Linked DNA regions of Rattus norvegicus: region 2 is linked to region 1. The links are chromatin contacts, called in public Hi-C maps. All regions are on one chromosome and are shown on one strand. The core of a region is the stretch at or near the end of the contact, and the rest is flanking DNA. Distances in the headings are between cores, read along the strand shown.

Region 1 (6,738 bases), core at 3,351-5,850:
GTTTTTAGCGTTATGTTCTTGTTCCTTCACTATTTATTAACTGCTTACTCTAAAGAGTATGGTCCTTCTATGCTTACTGTAAAGAGTATGGTCCTTCTATATCTAACTACAGTCAAGTCAAAGAGTGAAAAAGCTGAACTTTCCTGAGTGTGCTGGTGCCTGGCTATAACCCCCACACCTGGGAAGCATGAGGAGGATTGCTACAAGTTTGGGAAGAGCCCCAGGGCTGCATAATGAGACTGTCTTTAAAAACAAGTTATTCTCTCCACAGGCTTATCACGTATATATTTGATGCTTAGATTGCTTATCGTTTTTCTTCTTTTTATTTCAGAACGATTTACCGTGTACAGCTCTAAAAGCCTTAGACAAGCATGGAATAAGTAAGTCTTTACACAGATACTGCGCTCGCTCGCTCTCTCGCTCTCTCTCTCTCTCTCTCTCTCTCTCTCCCTCCCTCCCTCCCTCCCTCCCTCCCTCCCCCAACCCCCCACGCCAACTTGCCCCAAGTGAGTTTGTCACAACATGATTTCATTCACTGATGCCACTAATCATCCATGCATCAAGCCCTTACTGCATACCATCTACCCGTTTAGACAGGGCCAACAGCCAGCATGGGTTCTGGTTCTTAGAGCAGTGTAGCAGACTGTATGAGAACTGTAAATTCTAGAATCTACTGTGGCCCATCTTGTAACCAAATTTTATGAAATATTTTAGAATTGGCAAACTAACACTTACAGAATACACCATAGTAACTGATTTTCTAACAAATGGCATTGACTACTATTGCTGAGTGATAAAATGGATGTTCCCCCTTAAACATTACTGGGGAGCAAAGCACATTTATCACTAGAAGTATAAATACCACCCCCCATCTCTTTCATTTCATCTGATCTTATCGGGTATTTTATTTTCATTTCAAATGTTATCTCCTTTCCCAGTTTCCCGGCCATATACCCCCTATCCTATTACCCCTCCCCCTTCTTCTATGAAGGTGTTCCCCCTCCCCAACCACCCCTTCCCACCTCCTTGCCCTGACATTCCCCTACACTGGGGGTTCCAGCCTTGGCAGAACCAAGGACTTCTCTCATTGGTACCCAACAAGGCTACATATGCAGCTGGAGCCATGTGTACTACTCTTGGATGGTGTTTTAGTACCTGGGAGCTCTGGTTGGTTGGTATTGTTGTTCTTCTTATGGGGTTGCAAGCCCCTTCAGCTCCAATCCTTTCTATAATTCTTCCAATCGGGACCCCATTCTCAGTTCAATGGTTGGCTGCGAGCATCCGCCTCTGTATTTGTCACGTTCTGGCAGAGCCTTTCAGGAGACAGCTATATCAGGCTCCTGTCAGTGTGTACTTCTTGGCATCAGCAGAATTGTCTGGGTTTGGTGGCTGTGTGTATGTGGGCTAGATCCCCAGGTGAGGCAGGATCTGAATGACCTTTCCTTCTTCAGTCTCTGCTCCAAGCGTTGTCTCCATATCTCCTCTCATCTGATTTTATAAAAAATAGCTTTATTTATTGTATAAAGGTTTTGTACGATGGTTTAAAAGATTGCCACAATGTCCTGACAACCTTAATTTAATCCCCAGAACCCATATAAAGATAGGAGAGAAAATTGACTCCACAAAGTTGTCCTCTAACACCCGCCCCCCACATACATGTAAGGGTCCACACATGCCCACAGATAAGGTAATAACAAGCATATAAAATATATTTACTGGCTCAAAACTTGACAGAATAAGAAAATCTGGGCTTTGCAAGTCAGCCAGGAGCCTCTTGTAGACCAATAAACTGGGTGCAGCTTAAATTGTGAGCCAAGCCCTAGACGCTGGAAAACAGGTTGACCTGCCCCTTTAGCTTTGACATCACATTTCAGCACTACACTGAAGGCCACTCAGGTGCAGCTCTTTCCACTGAGTGAAGTCTCATTCACTGTAGCGTGTTCTCTGCAGAGAATCTGGTTGTAACAATCTTACTGTGTATCATTGCTACATTTTAGTTTTCGGCTTTGACAATAAAAACTAAGCAACATTTTGTATAAGAATGCTTTTGATCAATGCTGTCGGCCGAGATGGTGGGCAGCCGATAGCGAGAAACTCTTAGGATGACTCTGTTATGTTCTGCAGGAATTTGAAGGATTTAAACCATTTTTTAAAATTAATCATGTCTTTAGAAAAATGACTGTTGTGATCACTTTTCCTACTACAAAGCTTTCAAAAATAATGCATGCAGTTTGTTTTAATTATTAGGATTCGTTCACTGTGCAAGGTGATGAATTTCATGATATTTTCCTCATTTATCCTTTTCGTTTTTCACGGCTAATTAAAGCTCCATTCTATTTGCATACCGACCTTTTCTTTCTCTCCACATGTTGATGGACACCAAGGTCAGTTTAAATTAGCTATTATGACCATGCTATGCTAATCTCAGCTGAGTATCTCTAGAGTGAGCTGATATAGATGCTACTGATGTCTTCCCAGGGGCAGTATAGCTGCATCTTACGTTCGTTGTTTTCACCAGGTAAAATGTCCATTCCCAGCAGGCACACCCTCTGAGGCTGCATTCTGTCTTAGTCCTGTTGCAGGAAGATGGGTGGACTGGAAACCATCAAACTAAACAAAATATGCTAAAATCAGAAATACCAATATGGTGTGTTTTCTGTTATGTACAGAATCTAGATTTTATACATGCACATGAGCGTGTGAATGGCATGGAAGTGGGACTCTTGAGGAAGAAGAGAGGACTGTACTGTCTGGGTAAGACAGTAAAGGATAATGGAGGTGTATAGGGTCAAGTAATGGTGCATTTTAATAAAACTCTGAAATCCAATCACTTTGTACAGTGCATTTTGCAGATAATGACCATTTATACCTTGTAGTTTTTTTTTAATTTGTAGAAGTTAATAAACTGAAGCAGTTGCTGAATTCTCTTACATTGTAGTAATGGATTCAAAATAGTTTCCTACAATTCAGTTTATTTGGCGTATATGTGATGATGAGCTAACCCCCAAAATAGGTTGCCGTTAATGGAGGTACAAAATTAAGTAATGATATTTTTAAAAGTTAAAGCTCAAAATTAAGTAATAATCTCTTTAAAAGCAGCATTATCCAAGCTGTGGAAGCTACTGGGGGTGTTAGCCTGTCAAAGAGTATGGGGGGTTCTCAAGCTAGAGAACCTTCAATCTAAGTGGTTATCAAATCATCCAGTCTACTTGGGAACTGCATCTGCTCTAGCTCATGCCAGCAGGAAAACTCAGCTGATCTTAATTATATCAGTAACCACGAGCATGATTTTACCTTCTGATATATATATATATATATATATATATATATATACATATATATATTCTATAATAACAGAGTAGTGATAGAAGAAGATAGAAAGAGATGGAATAAATATCCAAACTGAAAAGCCTGATATAAAGAAAAATAATATTGGTTTAAGAATAATGATCACCATTAAAGTAAGCCCCCTTGTTCCCTCACACTAACAATGCATGATCCAGGAAGCTTTTCCCGCATAAAGGGGATCAGGGGCTAAATGGAGATAAATCTGAATTTCATAAACATATGTCCTGTGTTTTAACTGCCTCTAAATAGGCCATTTTATTTCGCTGGAGTATGAAGACTCGTGCTATTTCTCTTGTAAATCTCCCTATTTTTAGTTGTCTGACATTAGCATGTATGTGCAATCCACCAAGAATTTGAGCCACTTAAAAGATCTTTTATGATTCTGGCTGGAGAAGAATCCTTAGTATACATTCTCCAGCAAAGCGAAGGGTGAGATTCCAAGAACATATTTGCTTGCTTTTGCTTGCTTTGGAACTTCTTAACAGCTGAGCACGTTGGGAGCTTTGAAAGTTTTGAAATGAGAACTAAGGATAAACCACTAAGTCAAAGAAGACACATCTGGAAAATACAGCTCATGGCTGGGCAAACAAGGCCCACGCACATTGAATGGGGTCAGGCCAGGCTCTCCCAGCCCTTCTCCTAAAGTGCTGGTCCTGCAAGCGATCCGTGTGCTCATTAAGCAAACCGGATTTTTCCCTAAGAATGTGTATAGTTGGTATTTGTAAATGCACAGTGAATACCAAGGCCATGGTGAGGCTACCTTCGAGCATGAAAAAATAGAAAAGGAAACATTTCCCTGCTGTGTTTCTACATCCTAACGGAGCCATAAGCCCTGATTTGGAAATTTTAGAAATAGCCAAATTTTGTGGTTTTGAGCTTTCCTTGAATATTTTATCCAATTTGACGTTTAACCTCCAGAACGCATTTTAAAGATGACCTGCTAAACAGTTGTACTATAAGTGCATTAAAGCATGATGTAGGAAGTAATGTTTGGAGGAACGGTCTTTCCCTTTGTATATTTATGTTAGAGGCACTCTACTGTTTTTCTTGCCATTAGGGTATCTGACATGGATCATTAAGATTTAAACCTGCACCTTCTCACGAAGCATAAAGATCATCTTCCCCACTCTGCCACGTTCGAAGTTGATTTAGAATTACCTAACAAAGCAATATGCTGTGAACTAAGTAGGTTAGAGTTTGACATTTCTTGGCCAGCATAGCAGTGTGAAAAAGGTAAGAACACAGTCTATACACTAGGGGGAGCAGTTGAGTCAGCTAGCTCTCAAAGTCCTCCACTTGTGCATTTTGTTCACTGTTGATGACTTTTGTCATAATTCTATTTACTTCAAAGTAGCGATTTTAATTTATTTGGTGCCTGGAGAGTTCCCTTCATAATATTTTTCAAGAAAATTATTCTCTGCATCATTGATTGGCTTTCGGAGGGTGTGGGATGATCAGGTCTAAAGCCCACATTTTGGAATCACATCCTCTCATAATTTGAGGATGACTGTGCCCATTTCTGCATATTTGAATGCAGCAATAGAAGGACATGTGGAGTGTGGTTCCTCACCACACTCCGCTCCCTTGAAAATGTCACTTTCAACGTGTGAGCAAACAGCTCTCACGTTTGGTCTTGGACATACATAAATGGTATAGTTTCAAGGCCCAAGAGCTCCCCTTCTTGCTCAAACACTAGCTAGAACAGTTCCTGGGGACATTTGTTTTCATAATAATGAATCGTTAGTTTGGTTCCTTAAAGCATTGTACGGGTGTGCGTTAGGCAGATACAGTAAACCCCTTGGCACCTAGGAGTTTGCGGGCAGGGAGTCCTGAGAAGAAAGGCGAGAGGGTCAAAAATAAGAGGTGTTGTGTGGGTCCCGAAAGGTGGCCTAGAACTTCCAGAACCAGGTGGAATTAGGGAGTATGAAAGCACAGCTGGGGCACGTTCCGTGACGAAGGAATAGCTGAAGGGTTTTCCGATTACTGATCAATCGGAAATAGCAATGTGAAGACAGGGTGAGAGGTGACTGATCAATGCAATTGAAAATTTACAGCTTGGGAAGTATCCCTGTGAGTCTTGTGAAAGGAGTCGAATTGTCACATACTTAGAAATAACCAGGTTCCATTTGTTCTTGGCAGAATCTTCCAACGCTGACATCCTGTGTCTGGGCTCTCATTCAGCAGGAAGCGCAGGAGTGAGCGGAAACCTGATTTCAATCCTCCATAGAAAAAGAATATGTCTTTGGGTTTCTGAACACAGCCCTCCAGCCCATGCCTTCTTCGTAGCGTTATTGGGGAGTGTCCTGTTGTGAGAGGAATGTTGCATTTACAACTAAGTTCCAGGGACAGCTCTGCCAGTCGCCCACTCACTTCCTGCAAGTCAGACTCCTTACCTACTCCACAGCTCTCACTGCCCTGAGGGACTCATACCATTATTTTATTCTGTGTCATAGCCAGATTTCTTGTCCCTTTACTTAGGGTAGCAAAAATCCATTGTCATTAACAGTTCCTGGTGGTGGCTGAGGGCAGGCCCCATGCTGTTGGCTGTATGTCAGGTGACAGGTTTTGTTCTTCTGATGGACAGGAAATAGCCACCTTCTCTCTTGCTAATTGGCAGTGCGCGCCAGGCTTGGGAGTTGGCAACAGTCATTGTTTTTCATCCTTTGGATTACGTTTTGGCCTCTTCATCCAAAAGTACACAGGCTTCTGGTGTGGTTAATGCCATCCTTCTGCTGGGCAGCTCATTAAGGAGGAAAACGCAGCAGCAGTTTCTGAAGCAGCCCAGAGCTCCCAGGGGCAGGTAGGCTGCCAGGAGAGGCCTCTTTTGAACTGTGTCCTGAACAGATTCCAACAGGGCGGTTCTGCTTCTGCCAACATGCAGTGGGCACTGTATTCTCTGACCACTGTACCAATGGACCAAGCATGTTGTCTAAAAATGTTATCTCACACTTCTGGGAGGCAGAGATCTGAGTGTCTCTAGCACATTCCTCTGCACTGAATTACAGAAGGCAAAAATCACATATAGACCAGCTTTCTCTCTCTGCTGTAAGGGCCATAGCCTTGGTCAGTGGTAAAGTCTACCCACAGTGGAAAGTAGCATCCTGACAGTCTTGAGGCAATTAGTAAGTAACAGGGTATCCTAGGAAGCCATCCTGTTTCCATGGCGGTAAAGGATTCCCTATGCTGTCATGAGCCATGGGTGAGACAGGGCAAGCCCAGCCCTAGCTAGCTCAGACATAATCCACTTTGCCTGCTTCAGAGCAGATACGTTCAAAATTATGCATGAGGAAGGGATCGCTGTCTGTTCTTAGCACAGAGTTTTAAATGAGATTATGCTCAGGAAGCCTGGTAATAACTGCAAGTTTGACTTGACACGTCTAATACAGACAT
Region 2 (6,023 bases), core at 2,257-4,756, 160 kb after region 1:
TGAGGAGAAGGCGAAGCTGGGGCTGCTCTGACATCGGTGGTAAATGCCCAGGGATGCTTCATGGGTGTTAACATATTTGAATAAATTCCCTTTTCACCTAGCACGGTCAGCTAAAGGACCTTTAGAGAATGAAGCACAAGGCAGATATGTCCTTATAAGAGAAGTCTAAGAAGAGAGAGGGGTGGCTTAGGAAAGAGCCCAAGAGGAGGGTGCTGCTAACAGAGAGGAGTTGAGTATCAGAGTGGACGGTGCTAGAAGTTGTCCCTGGGAGCCTATGGACTGTAGGATGCTATTAGGAAGGCAAAACGAATAATTAATATAAGCATTCAAAAGACCCCAGAGAGGACCTCACCTTCTTTCCACTATTAAAATGTGTCACAAGTTACATTCAACACCTCCACAACATCTGTTGCCCTATTGTACACTTACTACCTGTTGTTCAAAAACAAAAACAAAACAAAACCCCAAAAAACAAAACTAGTAATTTAAATTTTTTCCTTCAGAAACTATTTATTTATTTATTTATTTATTTATTTATTTATTTATTTATTTATTTAACATTTAAGACAAGTTTATTTCTAGGACCAAGGGTCAGGGTTCTTTATGACACCCTGTAATTTCCTGCTCCAAGACTACCGAAGGGGTTCTTCGGAACCTGCATGTACGTGCACAAAGCCATGTAAAAATACACTGACAGCACATAATTAAAATTAAACGAATCGTCAAACAAATCAATCTTTACTCACGAATGTTTTTCTTGTGCAAGCATTCACTCCTGTAACAGCCGTGTTGAGGCATTTAAAGGCTGACTGACAGCTGTTCCTTAGCATGGCTTGATTCATGTAAGAGAAAACAAGATGATATGTTTGCCGTTGGAGAAATCAGTCCTTCTAAGTTGATTGTATCATTTGGGAAGATTTAAGACCTGGTGCCCTGGTGGAGGAAATATGTCACTGGAGGTGGCCTTGAGCATTTACATCCACATGCCATCTCTAGTTCCCACTCCTGGCCCATGCTGCAGGTCGAGGACAGGAGCTCTGAGCATCCTCCTTCTCACAGCTGATGTAATGATACTTTGATGGTGTGCAACCGTAAGACAAATTAAACTGTTTTATGAGTCTCCCGAGACATTACGTTTTATCACAGCAACAGAAAAGACATTGATACACACCCATACAGTTTTCTACCTGGATGAGGTTTTCGTGTGCGTGCAATTAAAGAGAAGTGCAAAATCTAAAAGGGGTTTTTTGTTTGTTTGTTTGTTTATCATTTAAATCCGGTGGTTTTGCCCCATGAGTTTGCAGGTGCATTTAAAATAAAAGGGAACATCGTGCATGAACAGGCAGTTGACACTTGTCAGATTACTTCGCTCCAGCACAATTTTGTGTAACTGAACATAATGATCTTACTAACTATTTATAGTCAGATTCTCCTCGTTATGAGCTATAAAAGAAAACATACTGGATAGAAAACCGATGAATGTTTGAGGACGTGAAAGAACTCATAATGCACAGAAATATTTTAAAACAAGCCAGACATAGTGATGTGTGACTGCAGTCCCAGCTATTCAGAAGGCTGAGGCAGGAGGACAGTAACATTTATGCCAAGACTCAAAACAAACTTTACCATGAACATCACAGCTTCTACGAACATTTAAAAGAGAGAGAGAGAGAGAGAGAGAGAGAGAGAGAGAGAGAGAGAGAGAGAGAGAATGTATCCAGGAGACAAACAGATGCCATTCTGCTTTACTAGTTATTGGTATGGCTTCAGGCTCCCTCGGACACCAACATGGCAACAAGTTTCACAGGGCCTGCCGGGATGTAGACAAGCCTCATCTTGAGTGGTGATCTATACAGTGCACAGTAATGTTGGTGTGTCTCCATGAGAGCTTGAGCCCTGCTCCCTCTTTCAGTTGCCTTGGAACCACTTCCTGCTTCTGTTGGGGGAGAGCCACCGGCAATAGCTCTCTATTGTTTGAACAGTTTGGCTCCTGCTATTTAATACCAGCTAAAGAGACTTTTCTTTCCTTTCATGCCCAGAGCATTCCCCATACTCATCTTGCCTGACCCTCAGAAACTTGAGCGTTTTGTTTGTTTGTTTTTTGCGTCTTTCTTTTGCATTTCACATCTATCTCTCCGATGACCCCTCCCACTCCTCATCTGCGGTGTTAGTTGGCCTTTTGTTTCCCTTGTGTCCTTTTGAACATGGGTGGACATTGCCATCACTGGTTACATTCCTGTGCCCGCTGTACTATGCCCTCCTTTAAATATGTGCCAGGGCTTCCTCTGTGTCCCCTGTTTCCTGAGACAGTGCTCACTGCATCATGGATGTTGGGTAAGCATTTAATGATAAAAGAAGATAGAAAATAATTGGGGAACAGTCTCCCGAGATAAGTCTAATCAAAGTGGAAAATCTTGATAGAATTAATAAAACATAATAGCACTTTATTGATAAATCCGACTCTCACAAGTTCTTTGAAATAATCTTGCAAGAAACAAGCATGTGTATCTGCTGAGAATGGTTATTCTGTTTTGAGTTGAAGGAGTGAAATTGGCCTTTTGGACTCACTTTTGGTAGTATGTTTTGTCTTTCAAACTAATACCTCCAGCTTTGACGACTTCCATGGAAGAGGTACTTAATGACCCAGGTCTCAAGTTCCCACCAGACCCTGCGTTCAGAAGCTCCTCCTGTCTGGATGCACAGCTCCTGTGAATCACCCTGGGGCACCTCAAGCCATTTTCCTCTAGCATTTAATGGATACATTTACTTTACTTCTGTTTCTGACTCCATTAAAGAGAAGGGGAAAAGTTTGACTACACGAAGCATACTACTCAAAGAAGGGGCGTCTGGGTTTACATTTTACACCCCACCAAACTTTGTGTTTTGCTTTCATTTGATAGCGAACCGGGGAAATGGCGCGTCCAAAATCCTCCAAGGCCAAGGTTTTATTGGAGTCACAGTTTAAACAAAACTTCGACAGACTTAAACTCAAAGGAAACCCGACTCTCAGGTCAGGGGCATGCATTCGGAGAGCAGAGCTCAGAGTAGCTGCCTGTGGCCAGAGTCGAGGGTAGGATTTTAAAATACTAACACAGATAAAAAGCAAGACAGAGTTAAATCTCCCGGCCGGCTGACTCCGCTTCATTATCTCCTGCAGCATATGGGACCATTCTCTTACTTGTCCTCGCCTTTTCTTCCGCAAAAGCAAAAGCGACCAAGCCTGTCCCGCTTCAGAGCTAGCTACTCTTTGTGCCTGCTCATAGCTTCTGCCACCACCACCACTACTTCCTTCTCCTCCTGTCTGCTGCGGGCTCCAGTCCGGGCTCGGAGGGAAAGGGCTCCCTTTGCGCTGTGAAGCGGGTGCTGCGATTGGGCGACGGTCCCTGAGCCTAGAGCTCAGCGTCGGTTTCAAGGCTCCTCCCTCCCGGTGAAAGACAGACTGCGGGGCGCCTAGAAACCGGTTGGAGGGCGCGCGAGGGAGAGGAGAGGCTGCGAGTTGAGGGATTGACACAAATGGTCTGGCGGCGGCGGCGGAGGAGGAGGCGGAGGCGCAGGGGGGACCCGGGGCGGCTAGGCTGCCCAGAGTTGCGCGCTCCTCTGCGGGGCTGCGGCCACTAGCAAGGCGCTGCCGGGCAAGAGCCACAGCCCGCCGCGGGCCGGGAAAGAGGGACGCGACCCCGGCGCGCCCAGACCACTCCTGCTCTCCTCGCCGCCCGCGCTTCATGAACCGCAAGTTTCCGCGGCGGCGGCGGCGGCTGCGGGACGCGGAGCAGAATCCCGGGGAGCGGGCAGAGCGCGGCTTTAGCCCGACGGAGGGCACGGGCGAGAACCAGATCTCCCCGAACACAGTGGGAACTGCCACCCGCCACGCCGCTGCCTGCCCTAGCCGACCGGCGCCGAGGAGGGAGCCGAAAAAGTATGGCTGAGGAGGCGGTGCCTAGCGAGTCCCGGGCCGCCGGCCGGCCGAGCTTGGAACTTTGTGCCGTAGCACTCCCCGGCCGGCGGGAGGAGGTGGGGCACCAGGACACGGCTGGCCACCGCCGGCCCCGGGCTGACTCCCGGTGCTGGGCTAGAGGGCTACTGCTGCTTCTTTGGCTGCTGGAGGCTCCTCTGCTTTTGGGGGTCCGAGCGCAGGCGGCGGGCCAGGTATCCGGGCCGGGCCAGCAAGCTCCGCCGCCGCCCCAGCCACAGCAGGGCGGGCAGCAGTACAACGGCGAACGGGGCATCTCCATCCCGGACCACGGCTACTGTCAGCCCATCTCCATCCCGCTGTGCACGGACATCGCGTACAATCAGACCATCATGCCCAACCTGCTGGGCCACACGAATCAGGAGGACGCCGGCCTGGAGGTGCACCAGTTCTACCCGTTGGTGAAGGTGCAGTGCTCAGCCGAGCTCAAGTTCTTCCTGTGCTCCATGTACGCGCCTGTGTGCACCGTACTGGAGCAGGCGCTGCCGCCCTGCCGCTCCCTGTGCGAGCGCGCGCGCCAGGGCTGCGAGGCACTCATGAACAAGTTCGGCTTCCAGTGGCCAGACACGCTCAAGTGCGAGAAGTTCCCTGTGCACGGCGCAGGAGAGCTGTGCGTGGGCCAGAACACTTCCGACAAAGGCACCCCGACTCCCTCCTTGCTGCCGGAGTTCTGGACCAGCAATCCGCAGCACGGCGGCGGTGGTTACCGCGGCGGCTACCCGGGAGGTGCCGGCCCCGTGGAGCGGGGAAAGTTCTCCTGCCCGCGCGCCCTCAGGGTGCCTTCCTACCTCAACTATCACTTTCTGGGGGAGAAGGACTGCGGCGCGCCCTGCGAACCCACTAAAGTATACGGGCTCATGTACTTCGGGCCTGAGGAGTTGCGCTTTTCGCGCACCTGGATAGGCATCTGGTCGGTGCTGTGCTGCGCCTCCACGCTCTTCACGGTGCTCACGTACCTAGTAGACATGCGGCGCTTCAGCTACCCGGAGCGGCCCATTATTTTCCTGTCCGGCTGTTACACAGCGGTGGCGGTGGCCTATATCGCCGGCTTTCTGTTGGAGGACCGGGTGGTGTGCAACGACAAGTTTGCAGAGGACGGGGCGCGCACGGTGGCGCAGGGCACTAAGAAGGAGGGGTGCACCATCCTCTTTATGATGCTCTACTTCTTCAGCATGGCCAGCTCCATCTGGTGGGTAATCCTGTCCCTCACCTGGTTCCTGGCAGCCGGCATGAAGTGGGGCCACGAAGCCATCGAGGCCAACTCACAATATTTTCACCTAGCCGCCTGGGCTGTACCAGCCATTAAAACTATAACCATCCTGGCGCTGGGCCAAGTGGATGGCGACGTACTGAGTGGAGTGTGTTTTGTGGGGCTCAATAACGTGGATGCTCTGCGGGGCTTTGTGCTGGCGCCGCTCTTCGTCTATCTGTTCATCGGCACCTCTTTCCTGCTGGCTGGTTTCGTGTCGCTCTTCCGCATCCGCACCATCATGAAGCATGACGGCACCAAGACAGAGAAACTGGAAAAGCTCATGGTGCGCATCGGAGTCTTCAGTGTGCTCTACACCGTGCCGGCCACCATCGTCATCGCCTGCTACTTCTATGAGCAGGCCTTTCGGGACCAGTGGGAGCGCAGCTGGGTGGCCCAGAGCTGCAAGAGTTATGCCATCCCTTGCCCTCACCTCCAAGGAGGTGGAGGCGTCCCACCACACCCACCCATGAGCCCCGACTTTACAGTCTTCATGATCAAGTATCTCATGACGCTAATTGTGGGCATCACATCAGGCTTCTGGATCTGGTCCGGCAAGACACTGAATTCCTGGAGGAAGTTCTACACGAGGCTTACCAACAGCAAACAGGGGGAGACTACCGTCTGAAACCCAGAATCTTACCTGCCCTTTTCTGGCCGGATCCCAGCTATCGCCTGAAAGCTAGCTCCAAGGAATTCCTGCCAAGCCTAGTCACTCCAGGCTTCCTCGCCAGACACACACTTTTGCAGGCTCCTTTTTCAACAAACAGCACAGGTTCTGCAAAAGCTTCCGTCCCTGGGGTA

The links. A called contact is a pair of places that touch in the nucleus more often than the background predicts.
Region 2: a Hi-C map of Schwann cells shows a contact between it and region 1, with 7 times the contacts expected there. The contact joins the promoter of Fzd1 here to the enhancer-like site in region 1. A contact is called at or near these places in 5 of 12 Hi-C or Micro-C datasets (the A7r5 cell line, Schwann cells, frontal cortex and 2 more) and 1 of 1 datasets of contacts at active chromatin or transcription factors (oligodendrocytes).

The regions. Positions count from the first base shown.
Region 1 is chr4:30,098,236-30,104,973 of GRCr8, forward strand. Cdk14 (cyclin-dependent kinase 14) reads left to right here. Exons shown (of 15, transcript NM_001395582.1): 12 at 332-380. Among named protein-coding and RNA genes, the nearest start is that of Speer4cl3, 50 kb to the left of the region's middle. Within about 2 kb of position 4,601, at least 7 of the 93 cell types and tissues checked have an H3K27ac peak or open chromatin away from gene starts, as enhancers often do. A contact at or near this core is called in the A7r5 cell line and Schwann cells, where this site is marked.
Region 2 is chr4:30,261,568-30,267,590 of GRCr8, forward strand. It overlaps Fzd1 (frizzled class receptor 1), which reads left to right and starts at 3,507. Exons shown (of 1, transcript NM_021266.3): 1 at 3,507-6,023. The coding sequence starts at 3,919. The coding sequence ends at 5,847.